Regions from separate parts of the Sus scrofa genome. Here region 2 is linked to region 1. The links are chromatin contacts, called in public Hi-C maps. All regions are on one chromosome and are shown on one strand. The core of a region is the stretch at or near the end of the contact, and the rest is flanking DNA. Distances in the headings are between cores, read along the strand shown. Region 1 holds the start of NDUFB10 (NADH dehydrogenase [ubiquinone] 1 beta subcomplex subunit 10). Region 2 holds the start of MEIOB (meiosis-specific with OB domain-containing protein).

Region 1 (3,305 bases), core at 263-2,762:
TAGTTGATTTACAATGTTGTGTCCATCTCTCCTGTTCAGCAAAGACATGTAGACACTTATATGAGCTTAAACTTTTTATTTATTTATTTATTTATTTGTCTTTTCAGGGCCACACTCGTGGCGTATGGAAGTTCCCAGGCTAGGAGTCCAATCGGAGCCGTAGCCGCAGCAACACCAGATCCAAGCTGCAGATTCCTTTCCACTGACCCAGAGACGGGAACTCCTTCGTTTGCCTTCTGTTTCTGCTGCATGAGCTCCAAGTCTGTCCACTGTTGGGTGGCAGCAGAAAGCCATCATCTTGGCGCTGTCCCTTAACTGAGTACCGTATTCTGCTTTCTCATATTCTTCTGGTTACTGTGGGTCTCAGCAAAGACTCAGCCTTCCCTTGCTGGGTCCCCAGTTCAGTTGGATGCTACAGGCCAGTGCTGATTCGTTGAGCCTGACAGTTTCTAAGAGTTCATGATGAGAAGATTTGAGATTTCTGTGATTCTGGAAAGCTGATGACTTCATGTCCATGACCCCAGACTCTGGGCAGGAAATAAGCAGCACCCATCCTCCCTGGTGCTAGCCAGGAACTGTGTCAGGTGTGGAGATCCCAGAGGGTAGCCAGCAGGGCCCTGGTTAGGGGGCTCCCTCAGGGGCACAACAATACTCAGGGGCAGGATGGAACCATCAGAACCCAAACAGCGTGCCCTGCACCCAGGGTAGGAGTCACTTCTCCTGGTTGGGGGAGAAGGGGTGTGGGGAGGGCAAGCCCTGCCTCCTGTGCTGCCCCAAACAGCATCCCCCGCCCAAGCTCACTGGCATTAGCCAGTCCATGAGGGGCCGTGGCAGACACAGTGAAGCCCAGAGAGGGCTGTAGGGAATGGATAATCCAGGAAGGCTTCCTGGAAGAGCAGGGCGTTTGGTAGTTTGTATGATTTGTTTGCTCTTCTGGCCTGAGTTCTCCAGGAGAGCCTAGCTGTGTTCGCCAACCTGCTGCACTTGGCATGTGTCTGCCTGCCATCGAAACTGAATGGGGAGTTCCCGTCGTGGCTCAGTGGTTGACGAATCCGACTAGGAACCGTGAGGTTGCGGGTTCGATCCCTGGCCTTGCTCAGTGGGTTAAGGATCCTGCGTTGCCGTGAGCTGTGGTGTAGGTCACAGACAGGCTCAGATCCCACGTTGCTGTGGCTCTGGCATAGGCCGGCAGCTGTAGCTCCGACTGGGAACCTCCATATGCGCGGGAGCGGCCCAAGAAATGGCAAAAAGACAAAAAAAAAAAAAAAAAATTGAATGGTTCCCTTATTCCTGCATCTGACATCTGCAGATGCGTCTGCATCAGGGATCTCTCCTTCCTTCACTGCTCTATCCCAAGCGCCGAGACCAGCGTCCAGCACACGATACGCGTTGCCGCATGTGTAGTGGCGCCACAGTCCCACGCGGAGGAGCTCGCGCTTCGAAGCGGTTCCCGAGGCCACCCTCGAGCCCGCTGGGAGAACTACAAGTCCCATAGTGCCTCGCGGGCGTCGACCGTCCGTTCTGCGCAGGCGCGGCCGCCGGCGGTGTCCTCTTGTGCGGGCGAACAAGGCCGCGGGACCAAGGCAGAGGCCAAGGCAACGCATCCGAGAACGGAGGCCGTTGTGCGACGCCGCCATGCCGGACAGCTGGGACAAGGACGTGTACCCTGAGCCCCCGCGCCGCACGCCGGCGCCGGCGCCGCAGACCTCGCTGCCCAACCCTGTCACCTACCTTACGAAGATCTTCGACCTCCTCGTGGACCGGCCCGTGACCCTCGCGAGAGGTACAAGCCCCAGCCGGGTCTCGGCGTTCCCCCCGGCCCCCTACCGCTTCCGGCGTCCCCCGCACCCCGGACGCTGTCACTCAGCCTGGACCCCTCCACTGCACCCCAGGCCTCGCCTTCCGGGTCGCCCAGCCACTCACCCGCCGAGAGCCCTCTGCTCTATGGCCTCTGCCGCCTGGAGAGCGGTTCATGCACCCCTGGTCCCCGGCCTCGCTCGAATATTAGGGGTTGTTTGCGGACCGAAGTCATCTGCGACTCGAGGCTTGATAGATCCCAGTCTCCCCGCACGCTTTGCATCCTGCCCTTTGCACGATGGGCGGTCAGCAGAGGGCTGTTGAGCCGCAGGAGTTCTCTGGTAACCCTTTGCCTGCCTGCAAAACGGCCCAGGTGTTCAATGACGGCCGAGGCCCCCTCCACCTCGATGTGCTATAACTTGTCCTCCGTGTGTGGCCACGCTTGAGAACTCCCCACATCCCCCCATCTCTGGTCCAAATCAGGTGAATGTTTAAAACCGTTCTTGTCTTGTTTATGGTTCAGCCAGCTCTGTGGGGCAGCAGCAAAAGCACGCTCTGCCCTGTCACTGGTGCCAGGCGATTCATCCAAGCATCTAATTAATCAATTCGTTCGTTCAACAACACAACATTTAGGGTGCATGACCTGCTCTAGTGCCTCTGTTTTAGGAGGAAGAACCGGATATCTCCCCTTCCCCCAAGTATGGAGAAGCCAGCCGTGGAAAATTGCTTCCTCTTTTGTGTGGTTTTTAGACAGTTTTCCATGTCTGGGTGGATGCGATCTTACTGGGTCCAACTTGTTAATTTACCTTTGGGGAATCTGAGGCTAGAAAGTCAGCAGTGGCAGAACGGGGACTGGAATTCCTGCTGGTGGCTCCCTGTAAATGAAAGGGACTTGCCCCGCGTAGGGTTGCTGTGGTGACAAGTGAGATCCTGGCTTACAAGAAGCTCTCCATAAAGGATAAACGTCACTGTTTGTAAACTGTCTGCCCGCCCACCCATGCGTGGGGCACACACACACACACACAATCTTTTTGGGGCGTCCAGTTACCAGCCTCCTAAAAGTGGAGAACTTTTGGGTATTTGTGTCTTCCACAGCTTGTGAGAAATACGAAGCTAAGAGCCCAAACTGTGGCCTGTCCAGACCAATGGGGCCTGGGGTTCTCTTTGCAGAGTTTATCGAGCAGCAGCACGCCAAGAACAGGTATTACTACTATCACCGGGAATTCCGCCGCGTGCCAGACATCACAGAGTGCGAGGAGAAGGACATTCTGTGCATGTTCGAAGCAGAAATGCAGTGGAGGAGAGACTAGTACGTCCTGCGCTCGGGCTTCCATTGTGGTCAGGGCATACCCTGAGCCCTGCCCAGCATCCCCCCACCCCACCCCGGTGCTGTGGAACAGGGGCTGGGTGGTAGGAATGCCTCCCTGGTTGGATGGCTCGGCTGATGGAACTGAGGACCGTAGCCCTTTCCTGGGTTGGCCCAGATCTTGGGGGTGGAGGGGCCTGAC
Region 2 (3,305 bases), core at 299-2,798, 87 kb before region 1:
AATCAATACAGTTTACATCCTGCTATTCTAAATAAACAGGACTTCCAGAGAGCTAAGCAATGATGGTCCTACAATTTCCTATTTTATTCTACAGACCTGTGCTGGGGCTGCAACAAAGAAGTACTCTTTATGCAGTCATTGCTGTACATGGAATTTCCCCCAAACTTCCATCACAAACCAAAGCTTTTTTTTTTTTTTTTTCCTTTTTGGCTGCGCCCACAGCATGTGAAAGTCCCCAGGCCAGAGACTAAACCTGAGCAGTGACAATCCCAGATCCTTCACTCCCTGAGCCACAGGAGAATGCCACACTCAGACAAAATTGGTCATTTTCTCCCTTAGAGGGGAACAGTTGGTCAATTATCTTTATAAATCCATTTCAGAAGGGTAGTTCTTCGTTTATGGCTTCAGTGGGAACTTGGCAAGTTTTCTGCATTTTGAAATTCTAGCTGACTTCCAAACACTCTGGGGTTGTCCATAAGAAAACTGGCCCACGGGCCATCACACTGGACATCTCCCCGGCATGGAGACAGACAGACAGACAGAGAGACAGAAAGATGCATATTTTGCATTCAGATACCATTTCCCATAGTTTGTAACTTCCTGCCCGTCTCACACGGTTGCGCCTTAGGGATGAGACGTCGGGCACCGGGCAAACAGGAACTGCACACCCCGCGTGAAATGCGACTCTCCCCGCTCACCCCGTCTTTTAAAATGATTCCAACTCCGTGACATTCTGCGGAAGGCAAATCTCTAAGGACGGTACACAGCCCAGCTGCCAAGGGGGGAGAGGGGAGGTGGGCTGGGCCCGGGTCGGGGGTTTGCTCCGAAGGCTCCTGGAAGCGCCTACCCGTGTCCCTGCGCGTCTGTCCGCCCACAGAACGTCCAGCACCAGCCTCGGCCCCCGCGGAAGCTAAGAGCAGTCTCCGGCCCGGATTCATGTTGAGTCCCTGCAGGACGAGGGTACATTCCGCATGGATCACACCTGCGCGTCTACACCGGCGTCCACACCCCCCAGAGCTGTCCGTGTCCCCACGGGACTCCGCCCCCGGATTCGAACTGGAAGCGGCCGTTGTCGGCCCACTTCGCACCTGGGCGTGTCCACGCACCCCAACCCGCCGGCGGCCCCCCGCTTCCGGAGACCCCGGCGGCCCCAGCGAGCTCCGGACCGGCGGCCGGGATGCGGGCGGGCCTCGCCTCAGCCACTACCCGCCGAGCCCGCGGGCAGCCGGGAGGGAAGGCCGCCCCCGCCACGGAAGCCCCGGCCCAGAGGCCCGCCCTGGGGAGGGACGAGAGCCCGCTGCCCGCCGCTCCCCGACTTCACGTCAAGCGCCCTCGCGGGCAGCTCCCCGGAGCGCCGTCCCAACTCAGACGCTCCTCGCGCCCCGAGAGCGGCCCGCTTACACAGGCTCCACCCGCCTGCCCGCCTGAGTTCGGCTGTTTCTCCACAGAACGCGCGGCCCACAGCCAGAGGAGACCACCGCCCAGTGAGGCCCACCGAGCGACCGTTAGCGCAGGCCGCGCCCCCGCCCCGCCTCCACCCCCACCCTGACTCTGTCCCGCCCCCTGACCTCCGACTCCACCCATGGTCTGACTGCCCCGCCCCCTAATCTCCGGCTCCACCCACGGCCTCTGTCCCGCCCCTGACCTCCGACTCCACCCACAGCTTGACTGCCCCCACCCCTCGACCTGCGACTCCACCCACGCCGACTCTGCCCCGCCCCCAAACCTCTGACTCCACCCACGGCCTGACTGCCCACTCCTAGACCCCACTCCATCCTAGCCCCGAGTCTGTCCCGCCCCCAACCTCTGGCTCCACCCACCCCCTTACTCTGTCCCGGTCCCTGACCTCCGACTCCACCCACGGCCTGCTGCTCCACCCCTCGACCCTTGGCTCCACCCACGCCGACTCTGTCCCGCCCCCGACCTCCGACCCTACCCACTCCCTGACTCTGTGCCCCCCTTCGACTCCACCCACTCCCGCCCTACGTTCCGCCCCCGCGCCCTGATTCCGACTTGGGCCCTGCCCCGTTCCTTCCAGTCCCTCTCAAGTCCAGGTCTTGAGGAGCGTGGCTTTGGGGAGACTGGGGGCGAGCTGGTCCTTCAGACTCGAGGGCCGTCCGGGGTGGGAGTCCGGGGTGCTAAGACCCGGGCGCCAAGCAAGATGCTTGGGATCTTTTCCGCTGAAACACGGCAGAAATGCAGCGGAAAGTGCAGCAGCTGAATACACACACAGACGAGAAACCGGGGAAATCTGAAAAAGACTGGGTGTGTCTGCCTCAGTAACTTGATTGTGATCTCGGAAGAAGTTCTGACTGGGGAAAAGTGGATCAGGTGTAGTAGCCTCTCTGTACTTTTTTTTATACAGCATCTGATGCTGTATCTCAATTGAAAGAAGAGTGCGTGGGACAAGGGAGACTGCGGAGTTCTCTCATGGCTAAGCGGGAGGATCCGGCGTTGTCACTGGTTGCTGCTCTGGCGCGGGTTTGATCCCTGGGCTGGGAAATTCCACATGCCACAGGTGCTGCTAAAATAATGCAAAAATTAAAAAGCTTTGAAAAAAGGGTTCATGATTGCTGATGAGGCTTTTAGAAGGGGAGCTGATTAGACGTTTAGAAGGGGAGTGGTGCTGGATGCAGACCCTCGTGGGTCATCTCTTGGGGAGTGTGAAGTAGGCCAGGTTGCTCGATCCATAATGCTATTTTCCCGATGTTTATATCATTTCCCGCACAGAGATATACGCTGTGTGTATAATTTGATGTGCTAAATATTGGACTTAGGTAAACCTGACAAAACACTTGCCAGCGTTTTAATTACTACCATCTGCAAATCTTTTTAATCTAATGACTTACAATTTTTGTTCATAATAGTACTAATCAGGGGCAAATAAGATCCCAAAACTAAATTCTTTAAATTTGTTACCAACTGGAGTTCCCCTCGTGGCGCAGCAGAAAGGAATCCGAGTAGGAATCATGAGGTTGCGGGTTCAATCCCTGGCTTTGCTCAGTGGGTTAAGGATCCAGCGCTGCCGTGAGCTGTAGTGTAGGTTGAAGATGCGGCTCTGATCTGGCGTGGCTGGGGCTCTGGCGTCGACCTGCAGCAGCAGCTCCAATTAGACCTCTAGCCTGGGAACCTCCACATGTCGCGGGTGCGGCCCTAAAAGGACAACAAAAGACCAAAAAAAAAAAAAAATTGTTACCAACTGCTATCCACACATAGCATTGTTTAAATTATTGAGCTTCTTTCTTTAAAAGGAAAATCCACTTTGGTACTTATTACACAACCATACACTACAAAAGAAAAATACA

The links. A called contact is a pair of places that touch in the nucleus more often than the background predicts.
Region 2: a Hi-C map of embryonic fibroblasts shows a contact between it and region 1, with 3 times the contacts expected there. The contact joins the promoter of MEIOB here to the promoter of NDUFB10 in region 1. A contact is called at or near these places in 4 of 5 promoter capture datasets (fetal liver, liver and skeletal muscle), 9 of 47 Hi-C or Micro-C datasets (adipose tissue, blood, embryonic fibroblasts and 3 more) and 2 of 2 datasets of contacts at active chromatin or transcription factors (alveolar macrophages and skeletal muscle).

What each region holds. Positions count from the first base shown.
Region 1 is chr3:40,003,857-40,007,161 of Sscrofa11.1, reverse strand. It overlaps NDUFB10 (NADH dehydrogenase [ubiquinone] 1 beta subcomplex subunit 10), which reads left to right and starts at 1,512. Exons shown (of 4, transcript XM_021086798.1): 1 at 1,512-1,783; 2 at 2,968-3,106. The coding sequence starts at 1,636. RPL3L (60S ribosomal protein L3-like) reads right to left here and starts at 2,255. Exons shown (of 9, transcript XM_021086793.1): 1 at 1,924-2,255. The coding sequence starts at 1,974.
Region 2 is chr3:40,090,932-40,094,236 of Sscrofa11.1, reverse strand. It overlaps MEIOB (meiosis-specific with OB domain-containing protein), which reads right to left and starts at 1,548. Exons shown (of 15, transcript XM_021086801.1): 1 at 1,402-1,548; 2 at 848-947. The coding sequence starts at 938.